2 separate regions of the Mus musculus genome follow, and region 2 is linked to region 1. The links are chromatin contacts, called in public ChIA-PET maps. All regions are on one chromosome and are shown on one strand. Each heading gives the region's core, a stretch centred on a gene start, on an enhancer-like site or on the middle of the called end of the contact. The rest is flanking DNA. Distances are from core to core; before and after follow the strand shown.

Region 1 (3,043 bases), core at 348-2,847:
TAGACGTTTCCCTCATCTTACCCACATGAGGCAGGAAATACAAAGCACATTCACTTTACAGCCCTTACTCACAGAGGATACACCCCAGCGAAAGCCAGCCAATGAATGCAGGACAGACAGACCATCTATTTTTCATTCGGTTTATTATTTAGACTCTGTTCCTGTGACTCATTACATGAATGGGCTCTCATTACATTAGTTGAAGGAAATGGAGGATACTTGTGAAGAGAGGGTGACTGGAGTTGGGGTTAAGTGGAAAGAGAAGTGGGAAGAGCGGTGATGTGGGAGCCATGGGAACCCTAATGAGGTCAGAGCTGTTATTGCACCTGTCTCCATGGTGCATACTGAAGGCTTCTGTTTCCTGTGTGACTTCTAACAGATGTAAGATAGTTTAGATGGGGGGCTTGAGATGAGATATATGGGTTCCCCTTTAGAGACCCTCCTCTTGGTTGTTCTCACTGTCACGGTGATAGCTAGAGGCTGAGGTAGAAAGGGCTGCATGAGAAGGGTTTGAAGACAGGATGTGGCAAGTGTGGTTCCCAAAATGCTCAGAATGTGAGTGAGTGGGGGAGCATTCACAGGCACCCCAGATGTAGGACCTGGTAAATGTCAAACCACATCCTGTTGTGACTCCTGGAGATGGAGCTATGGCAGGTGGCCATTCTTACTTGGTGCTGATGTTACTTACAGATAAACAGCCAGACCTGGGGTGAGATGCTTCCACCCCTTCCCCCATTGTCTTCAGGAACCGAAAAGTCCCAGGAATGCATCTCTTCACTTGCTGATGTTTGATGAAAAACAGTTCTTCTTAAGATTATTTTTTTTATCATGTTCCTATATCTCTTTGCTGGAATCGGTCAGGGAAACAAGTATTAAGGGTCCTACTGTGCCTGGTTAACTATGGGACTCAAGATCAGCACTGTCCCTTTGCAGGTCAGATGCCTTGTAAGATATATCACAATGTGTGTGTCTGGAGCTGGGAAGGACTTAGATTTCCCCACTTACCATTCTGTCAGTGCTACAAGGCCTGCAGAATTTTCATCAACAAACCACTAAGTAGGGTCTGAGGCTCCTTATGGAGCACCTTGGTTCACAGGAATTGAAGGGATCTGGAAAGCTGGAGATGGTAAATGCATTCTGCAGCTGGGGAGAGAGGAGGGGGAAGAACTGATTCTCTGAGTTTTAGCAGATCCTGGACTCCAGGCAGAGTTTGGAGAACATGTGCTCCATATCGAGCTGAGATCTTGCTGTGATTTTGTGAATCACTTGTATAAGATTAAATAAGGCGACATGATCCCATCTGAGAGAGTGTGAGGATAGAGGGATAAATATAATGGACTACAGAATTAGAATCTTGTTGAGACTTGGTAAGTTTGGAAGAAGCACTAAAGAAATAAATGCAAGAGAACCGAAGTACATTTTGGTCTCCTGCACATCCTCACAGATAGAAAAGCAACAATTTGCACACACAGAGGGGGTACATGGCTCAGATGCAGCACATGTGTGAAAGAACTAGAGTTTTGAGTCCCAAGTGATCTCTGAGTCAACGGCAGGATGTAGACATACAAAGGTAAAAAGTCGCCCCACCCAAATGATACCTAACACATCAAAAACAAGGGGTATAACTAACTCCCTCTTTACTCTATGTAGGTCAGAACCCACCTGGTGCTGAGTTTTTTTTTTTTCTGAATACAGTGCTTTCAGAATGATAGAAGGATAAAAGTGAGCTGAAATGTTTTTATAAGAAAGTAACTGATCCACTAGGAGAAAGAAATGCTCAGAACTGTACATTTGAGGGAATGAGAGAGAGAGAGAGAGAGAGAGAGAGAGAGAGAGAGAGAGAGAGAGAGAGGGAGGGAGAGAGAGAGAGAGAGAGAGAGAGAGAGAGAGAGAGAGAGAGAGAGAGAGAGAGAGAACTGGAAGTGAAGTGTTGAGCCAGGAAAATATATTTAAGTGAACATAAATTACAGTGCTTGATAGTTATTACCCTGTGCTAAGAACTGTAGATATTGTGTGGATTGATTAAGCCATGTGATTGAGTCCATTTAACACAAGGGGAGGCCAAGTCTTTGGTGGCCACTTGCTTAAATCATATAGCTGGGGAAACATAGAAATGAAGCCCAAATCCAGACTTTTTGGCTTTCAAGTCTATGTTTATTGCAGGCGTGGTTCTTAAAGTGAAGATTATTCTTCCTTGTAGGTTTAAGTAATGGTCTTTACAAGCTCCAACTGCTTCTGAGGCTCTCTTAGGGGAACAGAATTATAAGCTGAGAAAGATATGCATGGTAAAAAATTATAGATACTCAAATAGTCAGCAAATGTTCATAGAGCGGCCCAATGGATAAAGGGCTTATTCAGACAACTAAGAACTCTTTGGGGACAGTTAAAACTACTTGCGAAGAAAAGGAGGATTCAATGCTATGTTGTTGTTGTTCTTTAACACGTACATGGTTTGTGATACCAGGTCTCATGAAGATCAATTCATTGTATAGTGAATGTGTAGGGCTGTAGTTGTTAAGAAGTCCTAAAACTTGGACTCAATGTTACTGTTTCCAAAGTCTTCACTTATATCAGCGATGGTTATAACAAGATGGGTGGCTCCGCTTTTGGCATGGTTTCCCTATCAAGGCACTCTTACATTCATAGATGAGAGCTGAAATCAATTTCCTAAAAACCTGATGAAATGTTGGAAGCAGACATAATCGTTGGCCCTTTTCAGTTCCCTTCGATGACCAGCAGGTAGTGTTTACTCTTTTATGAGATATCCCACTCCCCCCACACCCCACCCTCCACCCCAGGCAGCCTGCTTCAAGAAACAGGTACAAGAGATGAAAAAACTACTTGGAGACAGGGAAGGTAAATATGTAGCTGGGACTTAGGTGATGGGACTAGTGAACTGAATATGTCTTCTCTGTTAAAAGTTGATATTTCAGGTAAAGTCTTACACTGTCATAATAAATCCTAAGGAGAGGCAGAGTGGTAGGAATTGTTAGGAAAAGAAGCTTTCAAAGCCCAACACTGAGTATTGTAGTGGGAAGAGCTC
Region 2 (3,043 bases), core at 280-2,779, 800 kb before region 1:
TTTGAAGGGATCGTTCTTGGTCATGTCGTCCAGCAGTGAGGACAGAGAGTCAATCTCCAGGTCAATACTGCACACTTTCTCCCTGGGCTGGAGGGTCAAGGGTCAGAGCACCCATCCCAGTCTTCCCTTGTCACCCCACTCCTCTCCAGCCCATGGAGGTGTCCCCCACCCCATCTCCAGCAAAGCTGCCCTTCCAAGCCCTCCCTACCTGCGGTGGGAGCTGGGTAGGGGCCTCAGGCCCTCCCTCCTCCTCCAGTGGAGGTGGAGGGGAGGGGAAGATGTCCTCCTCCAGAGGAGCAGGGGGGAATGGTTCCTCGATCATCGGGGGAGGTGGAGGTGGGAAGGCACCTCCCAGGGCACCCTCTGAGTCGTCGCCCTCCCCAATAAGGGGAGGAGGGGGCAAAGGAAAGTCTGGGTAGGAAGGAGAGAAAAGGCTATCAGTACCGACCCTCTTTCCTCCTCTCCTCAGACGACTGCTTTAACCCCTAATCCAAGAACTCTTTCCTGCATCCCAAGAGTGTGTGCAGACCATAACGAGGGGCTCAGGATGCCCTGGGCGAAGCAGGTCGAGTGAGAACGAGCCAGGTTGAAGAACCGTGCAGCTCCCGTTACACTTCAGAGAACGGATCCAGAGGGGAAGATTCCTGGCCCACATTCCCGCCTCCTACCCCCAGGCGGGAGACTTGGAACAGTCCCAAGGGTCCTGGCTCCCAGCCAGGAGCTCCAAGATGAGGTAAGAACATCTGCTCAGGACAGGGTAGCCACCCAGCGCCCAGCCCCCTCCGCAACAGCCTTTTCAGACAACCCCAAATTCCCCAAACCACCGACCCCCACCCCTGGCGCCCGAGAAAGATCAGGGCCCCCAATCCCAGCCGCATACCTTCCGGGGGTGGTGGTGGGATCTCGCCCACCCGACCCATCTGCGCTCTTTGGGCCCCGGCTGCTACAGGAGGCTCGCTGTCCCCAGGCCGGAAAGGATTCACTTTGGGCTTTGGGGCCACAACCGGGGCGAACTTCTTCTGCGGGGCGTAAAACGCGGGGGCCGAGACGGAGACGGAGATCGCGGGAGGCGGGCGGGGGGCCGCCATGGCCAGGCCGGGCTGCAGGGGGTGGGGTCGTCAGGTTACGCAGAGCGGTGTCGGACTGACACTCCTCGGTCTAAGCGCCCCTCGGTGACCCCACCCGCGCCTCCCCGCGTCCCCTTCCCGGGGCGGCGGAGCTTCTCCCCGCTCCTCACCGCGCGCAGGAGCGTGAGAGGCGCGTCTCGGATGACCGCCTCGGCGCCGAGTCCGCGGACTCTGCGTCCCGGTCCGGAGCCGCTTCTAGCCAAGCGGGGAGGGACGTCGTGCACGGGAAGGGAGGGAGGGGGCGGGGAGAGAGCGGCGCCCAGACCATACAAGGAGCGGCCCGGAGAGGGGGCGGGGAGAGACCGGGGAGGGAGGACCCGACAGGAAACTCCCCCAGGAAGGGGCCCAGGTCCTGCCCCGGGCTCCAGGCTCTGCAAAGGTCCGCCTGCGGCCTCCCTACTCACCACCGCCCCCGCCGGGCACAGACCACCCTTCCCCAGCACAGGCCTCTGATGTCATTTCCTGACCTGCCACCTACCCCACCTCCCTCCTCCCGACCCGCGAGTGCTGGAGAACTGACTCACTGTCCGCACTCCAGGCTGAGCAGGCTGGCTAGTAATCCCAGCGGTCCTGAAGCAGCTCAGTCGCGCACCCCGGGCCTGCCTGCCATTGACCGACCCCGCCCCTCCCTGCAGCTTCAGCTCCGCGTCCCACGTGTCCTGTGGTCAGTCCCGGAACGCAGGACTGGGATGGAACTGTACTCCTGGGTGGGCGGGGGATGGTGAAGGGACGTTGGCCCTGCGGGCACTTGGCTCCCAGGCCGGCCTTCTGTAACCCACTAGTGTGTGAGCAGGAGCCTAAGCTGGGGGAATGCTAACTTCCTGAGCTAGGCAGCCTCTTAAGGCTTCTAGGAATTCGCTTTGCCCTAGACCCGCCTGCAATAGTATTGCCCCGGGGACAAGAGTCCAGTGCTTTGAGTCCAGGAATGGAGGTACAAGGGCGAAGTCAGGGCGAGTGGTCAGACAACCTAGGAAGACCCAAATAGCCCCCGGGGACTAGTCCTTGAGGATCCCTTCAGCAAGCCTTTCCCAGTCCCTCAAGAGTCTTTGGGTTGTCAGCGCGCCCCGGGACAAAGCTCGGTGGAGCCCCCCACTGGTCCTACCAGATTCCTCAGCCTGAGACTGCCCCAGGCTACATGAAAGAGATATGACTAAGCTGGTGTCTGCTTTTCTTACTTTCTTAATCTTGCATCTTTCCCTTCCGATCTTCTTCTTCTTCTTCTTTTTTTTTTTTTAAACAACACACGGAAACTTCGTCCAAATTATAGAGTTACGAGCTAGAGCCTCTAGTCCAATATCCAACCCTCGGTGCTTCCTTTGGTTTCGCCCTGTCATCCCTGGCTGAGGCTCCAAACCTTGGCGCTCCCCATCTGCTGCACCCTACTGTCCAGTATGGTTGGTCAGTATATGTCCTTGAGCTATGCTTTAGGGGCATGCAAACTAACCCCATGAACCTAGGATAAGAAACTGGGGGATGTTACCTGAAAAGACGGCCCCAAGGGTTGCACTCAGGTCAGAGTTAATTAACCCTGTTGGCAAAGATGGAGAAACTCCGTGAGGTCAGGGAGCCTGGTTTCCAACTCAGTGGACAAGATTTTTCATTCATTCGGTTTCATTGCCTCCATTGTAAAAGGGATGGCATTTAGTTCGTTTGCCTGCTGCTTTATGTGAAGAGATAAATAACATGCCATGCCTGAAAATTCTATATAGTTCTCAGTATTACTTCCAAGTTCCAGCCTGGAAAACAACGGAAATTTCCAGCCAGTTAACCTAGGCAGCTTTCTCTCACATGCTCCCTTCTAGCTTGCCAGGCAGGTTTACTGTGTCTTAGGAGATTCAAAGCCCTCTCCTACTGTCAACCTTAAGCCTTGAGTCATATCTATGACTATACATTCATCATCTTTCCAGGCCCCGCTA

Evidence for each region. ChIA-PET counts read pairs in DNA pulled down with a chosen protein or histone mark.
Region 2: a contact with region 1 is called in an RNA polymerase II ChIA-PET map of memory CD8 T cells, with 459 read pairs. The contact joins the promoter of Zyx here to the enhancer-like site in region 1. A contact is called at or near these places in 3 of 39 promoter capture datasets (cranial neural crest, hippocampal neurons and liver), 5 of 484 Hi-C or Micro-C datasets (CD4 T cells, CD8 T cells and double positive thymocytes), 10 of 115 datasets of contacts at active chromatin or transcription factors (CD8 T cells, double positive thymocytes, effector CD8 T cells and 7 more) and 2 of 9 other capture datasets (adipose tissue and liver).

Annotation. Positions count from the first base shown.
Region 1 is chr6:41,552,040-41,555,082 of GRCm38.p6, reverse strand. It overlaps Tcrb. Among named protein-coding and RNA genes, the nearest start is that of Prss2, 32 kb to the right of the region's middle. Within about 2 kb of position 1,597, at least 89 of the 459 cell types and tissues checked have an H3K27ac peak or open chromatin away from gene starts, as enhancers often do. A contact at or near this core is called in CD8 T cells, adipose tissue, double positive thymocytes and 5 more, where this site is marked.
Region 2 is chr6:42,348,314-42,351,356 of GRCm38.p6, reverse strand. It overlaps Zyx (zyxin), which reads right to left and starts at 1,529. Exons shown (of 10, transcript NM_011777.3): 1 at 1,238-1,529; 2 at 881-1,100; 3 at 209-411; 4 at 1-87. The coding sequence starts at 1,088.